Linked DNA regions of Mus musculus: region 1 is linked to region 2. Evidence: chromatin contacts called from public Hi-C data. All regions are on one chromosome and are shown on one strand. The core of a region is the stretch at or near the end of the contact, and the rest is flanking DNA. Distances in the headings are between cores, read along the strand shown. Region 1 overlaps Slc8a1 (solute carrier family 8 (sodium/calcium exchanger), member 1). Region 2 overlaps Slc8a1 (solute carrier family 8 (sodium/calcium exchanger), member 1).

What was found. A called contact is a pair of places that touch in the nucleus more often than the background predicts.
Region 1: a Hi-C map of the N1E-115 cell line shows a contact between it and region 2, with 2.6 times the contacts expected there. The contact joins two enhancer-like sites. A contact is called at or near these places in 3 of 484 Hi-C or Micro-C datasets (the N1E-115 cell line, nephron progenitors and reprogramming fibroblasts), 2 of 115 datasets of contacts at active chromatin or transcription factors (bone marrow-derived macrophages and microglia) and 2 of 9 other capture datasets (adipose tissue and pancreatic islet).

What each region holds. Positions count from the first base shown.
Region 1 is chr17:81,633,586-81,640,163 of GRCm38.p6, reverse strand. The region is part of intron 2 of Slc8a1 (solute carrier family 8 (sodium/calcium exchanger), member 1); the gene reads left to right. Among named protein-coding and RNA genes, the nearest start is that of Slc8a1, 100 kb to the left of the region's middle. Within about 2 kb of position 3,138, at least 15 of the 459 cell types and tissues checked have an H3K27ac peak or open chromatin away from gene starts, as enhancers often do. A contact at or near this core is called in the N1E-115 cell line, where this site is marked.
Region 2 is chr17:81,523,491-81,529,222 of GRCm38.p6, reverse strand. The region is part of intron 2 of Slc8a1 (solute carrier family 8 (sodium/calcium exchanger), member 1); the gene reads left to right. Among named protein-coding and RNA genes, the nearest start is that of Slc8a1, 210 kb to the left of the region's middle. Within about 2 kb of position 4,457, at least 10 of the 459 cell types and tissues checked have an H3K27ac peak or open chromatin away from gene starts, as enhancers often do. A contact at or near this core is called in the N1E-115 cell line, where this site is marked.

The DNA of each region.
Region 1 (6,578 bases), core at 1,889-4,388, 110 kb before region 2:
AATGTCCAGGGCTCCTGATGACATTTTCTTTCCCTCTTACAATGTCGCTGCTGGGTCAAATATAGTAGTGGGAATTGTACTCGCTGAGACAGGGGAAGATATGGAGAGAAGGACAAAGACAGGCTCAAGGCAGGATTCTGGTCCTCTGTCTTTCAGACACCAGAAAAATTCAAGTGTGGCTGCTAATTCATATATCAGTGGAGTAGGTGAGAATTTTGCACATAGAAATTTCTGACTTTTCTTTTTGTTTCCCTTCCCCTTCCTTCCTCCCTCCCTCCCTCCCTTCCTTCTTTCCTTCCCTTCTATTCTCTCTTTCTTTCTCCTTCCTTCCTTCCTTCCTTCCTTCCTTCCTTCCTTCCTTCCTTCCTTCCTTCCTTCTCACAAGAGATCTGAGGCTTTCTACTAAACTTAAGAGTAACTTTTGAAACTAAAATTAGTCTCTTTCTGTCTGTCTGTCTGTCTGTCTCTCTGCCTGCCTGCCTCACCCTCTCTCTCCCCTTCTCTCTCTCTCCCCCCTCCTGTGTGTGTGTGTGTGTGTGTGTGTGTCAGAGAGAGAGAGAGAGAGAGAGAGAGAGAGAGAGAGAGAGAGAGTGATTTCACCTGTGAGTATGTGATTAGGGGCTAGATATTGATGTCAAATATCTTTCCCTCCCCATCTTATTTTTTATTTTTTACTGAACCCAGGGACTATCATTTCCCTTTTGCTAGCTGGTTCGCTGCACTTGGGGACTCGCTTTTCTCTGTACCCTTCAATGCTGAAGGGTATAGGTGTACATCACATATCAAAAAATTAAGGTGAATGCTAGGGACCCAAAGTCAGCTCTTTATCCTTGTACAGCAGGCACTTTACAAGCAGAGCCGTTTACCCAGCTATTATTTCTAACAACCATTGTTTTAAAAATATTACAGGATGGAATATGGACTTTAGAGCATTCCCAAATTTGGGTTCCTTCCCAAAGTTTGGCTCCCTGTTTGTTTTACCCTAACTTTGTGACTTGATGATGTTTGGGATATGATGGTGGTCACCATCAATGTGACATGTTGAGATACATTGATGGTAGTGAAAGTTTTAGACCTGGATGGTGTTAGTGGCGTCAGTGTACATGTGGTATGTGGTATTAGTAGAGGTAGGGACGGCAGTGGCGGGAGGTGGGGGCAAAGGTGGTGATGGCGTGGGTGTGACAGTGGCAGATGTAGTGTGACAGTTGCTGTGATTTTGCATATTTGATGGTTGTAGAAATGGCTGCAGTAAGTGTGGTGTGGTGGTAGTGGAGAGAGTTGTGATAGTCATGATGGACAAGGTTAAAGTTGTGGGGATGATGACAGAGCTCTAATTGAGGGCAGGGCATTATGCCATTTTGATTTTAATTTTCAAAAGTGAACTAGGTGCTCCCACCACACTTACTCTATACAAGATGTATGTACCGTATAGATCGCGATGTATCTACTGCTTTCCTTCAATTCTCACAGCTAGTACGAAGTACTGTAGCATCCATCTGCAGAACTGCCCGACCCTAAGTCCTACATTGTCTTCTGGGACTTTTAGATCTCAATATAATCTGATTGGAGGCTGTGTTACTATAGTCCTAATTGCAACACATGTCTAAGCAACTCAGAAGTAAGAAACAGAAATGACCTTTGTCTTCTATGGAATACTTGAACATATACCCAGCCCACAGTACCACCACACTCCCAATCCCAATCTCTATTAGCCTAGAAAAACAGCAATGGACTGAATTTAAAAAGCAAGGGGATATAAGACACAGTTACTCCACATACCTGCCCTGGCCAATTGGTGTCCAGTCTTTCCTTCATCACAGTAGTCATTCCACCTTGCTCCTATTTTGACAGGGAAATTTCATTATGAGATTGTTGGTATTTTGTTTTTGTTTTTGATTTTTTTGTTTGTTTTTGTTGTTGTTGTTGTTGTTGTTGTTTTTTACATTCCTTGCTCTGGGCCCAGTAGCAGTTGACTTCCATATATGGCAAAATACAGAATGTAGCCTTTCTCATACTGAATGTATTTTCATACTTAAAATAGTATTTCTTTCCCTTCTTTTTTTTTTTAATATGTTATCATGGCAATATTTACTATCTTGGATTGTTGCTGTTACCAAGAAGTGATACTAACCTGGAGGTGATTAACAGTAAGCATTATTGATTGGAAGCTTTCCATGAAAGGTGACTCTCACTATGGTTTCGCCCATACAAACTGTAATTCTGAATGCTACAGAAAAGGCAGTTTTAATGATTAATAGGAGTATTTTTATTTTTCTTTATTTTTATTTGAGACACTGGCTTATGATACAGCCCAGACTGGCCTCAAGTACATACTCTTCCTTCCCCAGCCTCTTGAGTGCTGGAACTGCAGTCATATGCTGCCACACCTGGTTTAGATGCACTGTATAGATGCCAAATTTCAAGTCAGCTTGCTTTTAATTACATTCTCTCTAGAGAACATGAACAAGGAAAAAAAATACCTAAAATCTAATGATGAGCCAATGACATATTCCATATACTTTTATAAATTTATATATGCCTGCGAAAGTATTTTGGGGTGAGATAGCTTTATTTTCTTTTATGATTTAATTTCACAGGCAAATTACTAGTCTTTTAGGAGAAAGCCCATTGGCAGCACTCATAATTATAATTAATTATAACCTTTAAAAGAAGCCTACAATGGTTCTCCCTCAACAAAAAATACATATGTCTTATATACATACATTTTTATTTAGAATGAAAGAGAAGGTAAACTTATGTCACACTTATATACAATATAATTCTTAGGGCACAGCGAAACAAACGAAGCCCTAACACGACAAAGGAAGCTTACTGTCTTATACATCAGTCATTGCATTCATGATTTGACAGCATTTATAAAATGAACTATTCACGTTAGTGCATATAGTAGTCTTTCTGGTATTTATATATCTGGAGTGAAGAGAAGAGAGGAGGAACGGGGGGGGGTTTAGAGGAGAGAAGGGGGCATGAGGAAAGGAGGGAGGACAAGGAGGCTAGCTGAGAAGTTGGGAGACAGTGTCACCAGGGAAAGAAGAGAAGCAGAGGTTGGGGTGGGGCAGACAGACCAAGAGACAAAGGCAATGAGTATACAGCCCTGATTAGATTTCAGCTAGTAGGAAAATGAAATGAAACCTGGAATCCGTCCAGAGTCCTGTTCAAGCAAATAGCAGACAGTATGAGAATAAGGAAACAAGATGCAGCTCATTGCTGATTTACTAAAAATAAACAGAAATTATGTCTTTAGAACCATGTAAGAGGAAGAGTCTGTTTGAGAAGCCCTCAATGCCTGGTGGAATCCACTAGGGCTGAGACCCCATTCCTTCATTCCTTCTGTCAACATTTTCCATAAGTACCTGGTCAGTGTCAAAATGCTACAGAGGTGACTAAGGCATAGAAATCCCTTCCATAGAGGGCCTTGTGTTGTGTCTACAGGAAGAGGTAAACAGCATCCAACACACAGACCTGTGAGCATGCAGTCATCCCTGGCGCTCCAGATGTGCCTTCTTTGGCATGTCTGTGTCTCTCGATACCTCTGGATAAAGCTCTTGCCCTGGTGTTCAGGCTAGGAGCCAATGATGATGAGCTATCCACTTCTGGCAGCTGGACCCTTGATGTGACTGTTCTTCCTTGGAAGAGAACCATACACTACTGCTCCCTAGCTATGCCCATCCCAGATGGCTCCTTCACAGTTTGGCTGCCCTCTCTGGTAGAGACAAGAAGAGTCATATTCAAATCTGATTCATGTCTCACAGCATCAAGAACCGAGAGGAACTTGACCTAGAGAAATGTCTGTTCTTGAACATTGTCTCCTAAACCTGTGTGTTACCAGAGAAAGCAAGGTGGTTCCATTTGAGTCCTTTCTATAAATGGTATCATTTTACCAAGCCATTTTATATGACCTTGATGAGCTGTGGCATGGTAGTTTCAGCATCTTAGCCACGGACAGCTTAGCATTTCAGGATGCTGTGATATAATACTGAAATAAGTCAAGCAGACCACAGAGGAAAGACAGAAGATCAGAGATAGAGGTTCTCTTGAGCTGTTAGTGTTGAAAGCAGACATCTGTGTGAGTGAGTTCTTGGATAGTATAGGTAGGACAGAAGGATGTGAATATGGTGTATTGATTAATACATTTATAGCACGTATATACATAAATGTAAAGACCAATACAATAATGATACAGTGAGTATCAAGACTATGTGCTTATCCAGAAATATATAGAAATGAGACATTATGGAGAAAATGTGCTCTGTAGGTTCAGGTACTTTCAAAGAAAGAGTAAATTTCTTTCTCTCTGTCTGTCTTTCTTTCCTTCCTTTCTTTCTTCTCTCCCTCTCTCTCTCTCTCTCTCTCTCTCTCTCTCTCTCTCTCTCTTTCTTTCTTTCTCTTTCTTTGATTGGATAATTTCTTTATTTACATTTCAAATGTTTTCCCCTTTCCAGGTCTCCACTTCAGAAACCCCCGTCCCATCCTCCCTCACCCTGCTTTTATGAGGGTGCTCCCCCACCCACCCATCCACTCCTGTCCTTCTGCCCTGATATTCCCCTACACTGGGGCATTGAACACCCTCAGGCCCAAGGGCCGCTCCTCCCACTGATGTCCAACAAGGCCATCCTTTGCCATATATGTGGCCAGCCCCATGGAACGCTCCATGTGTACTCTTTGGTTGGTTTTCCAGTTCCAGGAGCTCCTGGATTTCTGGCCTGTTGTCATTGTTGCTCCCTCTATGGGGCTGCAAACTCCCTCAGCTCTTTCAGTCTCTTCTCCAACTCCTCCACTGGGGACCCCTGAACTCAGTCCAATTGTTGGCTACGAGCTTCTGCCTGTTTTAGTTGGGCTCTGGCAGAGCCTCTCAGGAGACAGCCATATCAGACTTCTGACAGCAAGCACTTCCTGGCATCCACAGTAACGTGGGAACTTTCTTAATAGTCACTGTAAATTATAATTTCTTTATTAAAAGTCTTTTATTTCATGAATAACCAATGGTCCTTTCTTAAATGCGAAGCTCTTAAAGTGAATTTGTGTTTTTGTAACTACAGTTAAGTTTTCTCAGTCTAGTGAATAGTATGGGTACATTCTGTTTACTGCATATACACATATCTACATATACACATAAACATATACCATATATACATATACACATAAACATATACCATATATGCAAGTATTTCTGTTGACTTAGAGGTGGGCTTGTTTTTATTTTGACATTTACAGAATGACAATATGCATCCTTATTTCAAATATATGCATGCAATCCAGTACCTGCTGCATAGTAAATAATATTAGTTGTAATTATTGTCTTTAGCTCTTTTCCAAACAGTTGTCTACAAAGGCCTAATTTCTAAGCAGAGAGATTGTATTATAAAGCCATCATCCGTGCACATTAAATTTTAAAAAGGACATTACAATTTAGGCAAAAGCTATTGTTCTTTTGACTCTCTTTTCCTAAAAACACAGCAATTTGAATTTAGTGGATCATGTATGTTTATACATATGTGTGTGCACATGTATGCATATGTATGTGTGTGTGTGTGTCTGTGTGTTGTAGAAATATTTAATCTCAATCTGGGGTTTCCACCCCACCTTTGACCATTTAGTTCCTGTTTAAAGGACATACACAACCTTTATATTTATAGTAAGCCTTAGTCAGCAAAGAGCTGGGCAGATATGTAACCTCTATGCTATTATGTCTATTTCCCAGCTAATAATTCAATTATATAATTTGCCATGTTTCATCTGTGTGCTCTTAACTCCAATTGGTCAGCCCACATGGCCATTATTTTAAGAGTCTTATCCCATGGAGTCTTCTCTTCTCTTTACCTTCTTTTTTTCCACCATGTGGTTCTCCTCTGACTCCTAGACCAGGAACCCTAATCCCTGCCAATGTCTCTTCTGCCCATCTATTGGCTGTTGCTATCTTTATTCAGCAATCCAGGATAACTTGGGGTCCAAAGTCACATAGCACCACTTGGATCTCTGGAAGCAACCAGTGTTTAGCATAGCAAAAGACCAAACCTCAATATGTGGGGTGTGTGTGTGTGTATGTGTGTGTGTGTGTGTGTGTGTGTGTGTGTGTGTGTGTGCTCACACACACATTTGAATGTATTTATATGCAGGGTAGAAGTGCTTGAGCACTTGTCTATTAGCCTAGCAAAAAAAAATGGTAACTACAAAGAAATATGCTATTCCAAAAGTATGCCCCTGCAGTGAGCTCACCACTTTGATAAAGGAAGTGAATGAAGCAAAATGGATTTTGCAGAGCGGAGAGCTCAGGCCACTTGAAAGCTTGAATGTGGGAGACAACAAAGATGAGCGTTTTCTGGTAGCAACACTTGTCTGGTTACAAGGTCTCTAAATCTCCATTTCGTTTTCACACCAGCCCTTTGAGGAATTAGCAGATCTATTTCAGGGCAATATAGTGTTACCATGATTAATATCTAGTAGGACCTCAACAGGTGGCTCTTGAATAGATTGCAGAGAAATGGAGGCAACAAAGGCTTTTACACAAGGGAATTAAATAGGTTCAAAGAATTAAATTGTCACCCCAAATGGCATTC
Region 2 (5,732 bases), core at 3,208-5,707:
TGTGTGCTTTCATCTGGTGCCCAACACCCATTACATCTTTGAGAACAAGCACACATTGCTGCCAGCTGATTTTTTTTTTAACGCAACCAATCTGTTAAGTGAACTAGCCACTGAATTCTCCACCAAACCTTGGCTTGCAGTTCTCTGTAGCTATTGTATTCATGTTTGTCCTTTCTAGGCAGCGAGATTTCACACTGCGTAGTATGTTTTTGTGTCAAGTTATATAGCTCAGGAAATATCTGCTGACCAGCTGGTAACATGATAAATCTTATATAATTTTTGCTAGTTTCTACTAGGCGTACAAGATTTGTAACTTAGTATAACACTATTTAATGGGCTCCCCGTTTAAAATCTCTTTTATGAAGTAGATGATTAGAATGACCTGGCCCTCCCTTAGCAAACAATAGATATTACTTACAGACTCTAAAAGTCACTTCTGAAAGGATAAACTCAAGACCCAAATTATACTCAACTGACCTTCTTTCGTGGCCATATAATCTCTCACCTGAAAATTCCAAGAACAGCACATGTGCACATCTCGCTAAATCATAACTGTGGTCTGACCAGTTACCACAGGACACTGGTCTCATTAGTGAAGAATAGTTCTGGACTGTCTGTGTGAACACCATTAGCCAGCTAAGTTCAGTATCATACAAAAATCACAAATATCTGAGAAACACCCTGGAATCTGCCACATTCACTAGCCCGGATGCCTTTACTTTTATTCCCAATCTTATAGCTGAAACATCAAAATACAGCCAAATATTCCCTCTTGACAACTGAAGAGCCATTAGGTCACTGGCAACCAAATAGTTCTCTGCAATAAATAATTGTATTAGTTTTAACAGCTCCTGTAATACCCTTAGCATAAGCTTGTTATCAATACAGGTGCATCTCTAAAGATTGGATCAGAGGCAGGGAAGTTGCCTTTGTCTCTTGTGATGCTCAGGTTTGAGTGTGAAAACTTGGGTGAGACACAACTCAACAGACTATGTCTTCCCATGACCCTGAACTCTTCCTGAAGTAAAACCAATGCAAAGATAACTTGGGGTAGAAAACATTGAGCAAAAGTAACCATCTTTGGAATCTATAGAAGGCACTATGGGAGGCTTACTCCTTGAACAGGTGTCTGTTGTTGCATATTGCCTATGGTGGGCTGGGAACTGTTGCAGACACTGCGTACTAAGCAGTAAACAGCCCCGAGACTTAGCCCAGACTCTGCCCTCTGGCTGTTATAGTCAGAGACATTCCTGGTTCATTCATTTGCCTTTTATGGATTTTCTTCAATATTACTCACGTTTCAAACAATTTTGGTATTTCTTCTCTAAAGATCACATAAAGAACTTTAGTAGAATATCCTGTCAATAAACACTGAAATTAAAAGCAAAATCTTGTCCGTTCCGATATTGTTTTCAATACAAAACAAAAAAAAATTTCCTCTTCTCCTATTATTAATTAATTAATCTATCATCATCATCACCATCATAATCATCATCATCATTTTAGCAGAGATTGAGACTCAAGTCAGGGGCTTGTACATGATGAGAAACTACTTTAACCAATGACCTACAACCCCAGGTCTGTTCTTTTTTGTTTTGTTTTGTTTGAATTCCCAGGGACCAGTGTACCAGATTTTTTAGTTCTATTTCAATTAATTGGGTGAAATAGTATTTTGGTGTGAAAAACCCATATTACCCAAGCCCAGTGAAGAGAAATGAACAAACCCAAAAGCTCTGCAAATGTCTTTTACACTGTAGGAGAAAATTCTTTATTTTGTTTAACCAAGGGAGTAAGTATTTAACTTGGCAAGGAAGACCAGATGAAAGGCCAAATTATCCCTCGGGTAAACACCGCTATCTTACCGTCTGGGTGTAGACACCATTCTTCTGGTACCATTAACTAGGACAGGGTGAATCACATCAACATGAGTAGACAAATATAAATAAAAGTTAATGCTTAGATCGATTGTTATTATTATTTTATTTTGAGAGAGAAAATGTCAAGAAACAAGGAATAGGCTTGAAAAACAAACAAAGATGGATTTTCCAACCTAGCCTCTTGATCTATGGTGCTAGTCTCTTCTATGTAGCACTACTAAAGTTTTTCATACAGCTTTGACTAAGCTAGAGTTTCTAGTGTCATATATATATATATATATGTGTGTGTGTGTGTGTGTGTGTGTGTGTGTGTGTGTGTATTAGATACTAGAAATTCTACAACCAGGATTTAGAGTCCAACCCAAGATTCAGATCACATGGATTCTCAAGAAACCATTACTTGTGGATTTCCCATGTCCTCCTTTGTAAATGTAACTGTGATGCTCAACTTCCAGGCCTGTCCCTGGACCCTTAGAAAATGCCTATTGAAGAAGAAATAATGCCATCTTGTGTTTTTGGAATCTGCTTGGCAATTTCTCAGTTTGTGAGAAACTGTATTCGGTGGCCTATAAGATGAGTTATGCCCATGTTGCTAAGGCTGTCACTCTCAGTCATTTAACTCTTGAAGAAGAGGTAATGCCTGGCTATCTCAGCTGTTTAGTTCAGCACCTTCCCTTGGCAAGCAGCTGTTAGCAAGGCAGGCACGTGCAAGCCTAACTCCAGAGGACAAGAGATAGAACCAGCAAACCACACCAAACCATTCCAGACCACAGCAAGCGGTAATAAGTGGGAAAGGGTATGAGAATATATATGTATAATGTGTAAATCTATACACATTTATACTGTGTAGATTTTGCATAAGTGGAAACAGTAAAACCTTAAGCATGTCAGAAACTGACCGCTCAAAAGCCACAGTCTCTATTTGCAGATCACGCTATGCAATAGACAGCAGACTACTGCCTCCCTCCTCAACCACTAGATCTGTAGTCATAACTTCAAGCTTTGTTTCCATGAACTCAGCCTAAATCCCTGCTGAGTGGCTATCTAGTTCTGTTTTTCCAACCTGGAAAATGAAATGGGGTGCTGGTTAATACATGTGCCAAACCACTGCCCATTTCGATTCCTCTGCCTGGTCACTCGCTCTGTTCATAAAGACTTCCTCCTTGATCGTCTGCTCCATGTTCAGGGTCCATAGAGAGGAATGCCATTAAGGGTATGACACCTTCAGGCTCTCCTAGAGGGGACATGTTTGGTTTATGATACAACATCTAAAGGATGTCCAGATAGAGAGAACAAGAGCCTATCCCTTTTCTCTTTCAAAAACCAGTTAGTTGCAAAAGCAACTCCCACATCTCCTTGTATTCTGCCTTTGTTCATTTCTTTTTGCTGTCTTAGAAAGGGTTGTTACAAATAAATGTGTTGGGGACCTGTAAATCTTCCTCAGCATTACTGGCAGACAACAGTTTGTGTGGAGGTATCTTTGACAGTGAGGGTCTCAATAAACATCTTTACGAGGACTCCAGTGAACTGCCTGGGTCCAAACAGTCTCCAGTGAACTGATGCTCTTTCAAAAGTCGTTGTCTGGCACAGATTCAGGTGTGTTTGCCATTTGTCAAAAACAGCTTCCACGTTTGTAAAAAAACAAAAAACAACAAAAAACAAAACAAAAACCAAAATAAAACAAAAAAACAGTGTCATGCTAACAGCCTGACCCTGGTGCTGCTGGATGAAGTCCCGGGATCACCAGGACGGGCTTTCCTACCGTTCCACTTCCGCATTTTTACTCCTGTTAGGACTAAAAGAAAAATATTTAGATTTTCTGTTTTCGTTCGCTTTTTTTCCCAGCTAAGGGGAGCAGTTGTTTGACCATCATGCTGCAACCTCGTTAGGCCCTAAATTGCCTTGGATAGTGGCACAATCGTCAGTGGAGGGAAATCTGTGGTTTCATTGCCCTTTAAAAAAAATGAATGAAATTGTAAACTAGTGAAACCAAATCCTTACGGGAATTGTAAGAATTCACTGTAGTGGTAGAACTTGTACTAAAATATAGGCTGTCACTTACAGATGAAGATATGCTAAGGATGAGTCCAGGTTCTCCAGAAGTCACTTTAAATCAAGGGTATCTGCTCCTTTGAGGCTCATACTAAGTCAGAAGTCAATGTCCTCTTTGCAGCCATCATTGGGCTGCTTTTAAATACTATCTCTGTTGCCAGTAGGAAGGAACGCAGGTGATCCTTTCCTAAATTCCTGGTAACTGGATCCTACACTTTCCCCAAACGCAGCTGCTCTCAACCTGTGAGTCATGACTCCTTAGGGTGTTGTATAGCAGATATCCTGCATAGCAGATGTTTCCACTACAATTCGTAACAGTAACACAATCGCAGCGATGAAGGAGCAAGGAAATAGCTGTACGATTGGTGGTCACCACTACATAAGGAACTGCATTAAAGGGTCAATGCATTAGGAAGCTTGAGAACCACTGCTGAAGTTTTTTTCTCTTAGTGCTACACAGACTTTAGCTAAGAACAGTGTGAAAAAGAAGGAAGGAGCCACTGAAGCACAGTGGCTGTTGGGAGGAAGGTCTCCAGAGAGGGAAGTCTTCTGGGTGCAATTTCTATGCTTAATCGTGGGTAATAACAATGGTAATGGTCTGTATAACCCTGAGTCCACGAGCAAGTATACTTATGCAAACTTTGAAAGCCAGCATCCTTGCATCAGTAAGCATTAGGCTGGCTCCCCATAAGAGGCTCAATGACATGAGTAGCAAGGAGTTACACAGACAGGGTAGTAAGTCCCCTGAGCAGGAAAAGAGACTTTATCCCGAACACTCGTTCTTTTTATTAAGGGTTGAATCTGGGTTGAAAAAGCTGATTACTGGAGCTTACCCTGGATGAGAAATTACTCCCTGCTACTCCCCGAGTCTTAAGGATTTCCAGAACATTTGGCTCTCAGATTTAGTTAAATTTCCCAGCATGCCTCTGAGTTAGATAAAGAATATAAATGTACTAGAAAGGTAGGGGGAGATAAAAAAAAAAGATGTCATTTTAATGTGTTTCTTTTGCTACCATAATAAAGAGAAAGTCAACATTGATGGAGCCATTTTGGTCACAAAAGAGTCTTCTGGTGGCACTTAATTGAAGGGACAGAAGCCAGGAGCTAATCCTGTTATAACGCTTATGTGGATGGATAAACAGACTGCTGTGAGTTGCCAATTTTGAATAGTGGATTAGGACAAATCCACAAGTTCTTTATTCTACCCCAAATTCAAGTGAAGACAAAGCTCCCAGAGTGCTAGGATGCTAGGCGATCACATCCTGAAGATCAAGGAGCATTTACCTGTGACAGCATCATTAGCTGCTACCAGCTGACAGATATTCCAGAGATAATGATTGCTGTGATAGCCCCTGATCTCTGCCCCAATTCTTTAAAAAGAAGGTAGTTTTAAATAATAGGTCTTCATTCTCCAGAACTGTTAAAGCTTTCTTTTGGAAGTTCAGAAGGAAGCCAGGGACTCAGCTTGTATATATTCAGAAAGAGGATATGTATATGTATATGTATGTGTATATGTATGTGTATGTGTATGTGTATGTGTATGTATGTATATATATGCATATGTGTGTGTGTGTGTGTGTGTGTGTGTGTGTGTGTTTGTATGTATGCATGCATGTATGTATCAAATACAACCTATGGAATCTATTTGGTAATATCCATATATGCGCATGTGTTTAGGGATGGCCACTTAGGAATGAACAGTCTATCAAAGGGCTTGTCCCTGAACAGAACTTAATCACCTTTCTTCAGCACTCGTAAATCTGCCTGCATGTAGATTTATATCCAGGGACCTAGTTCACAGAG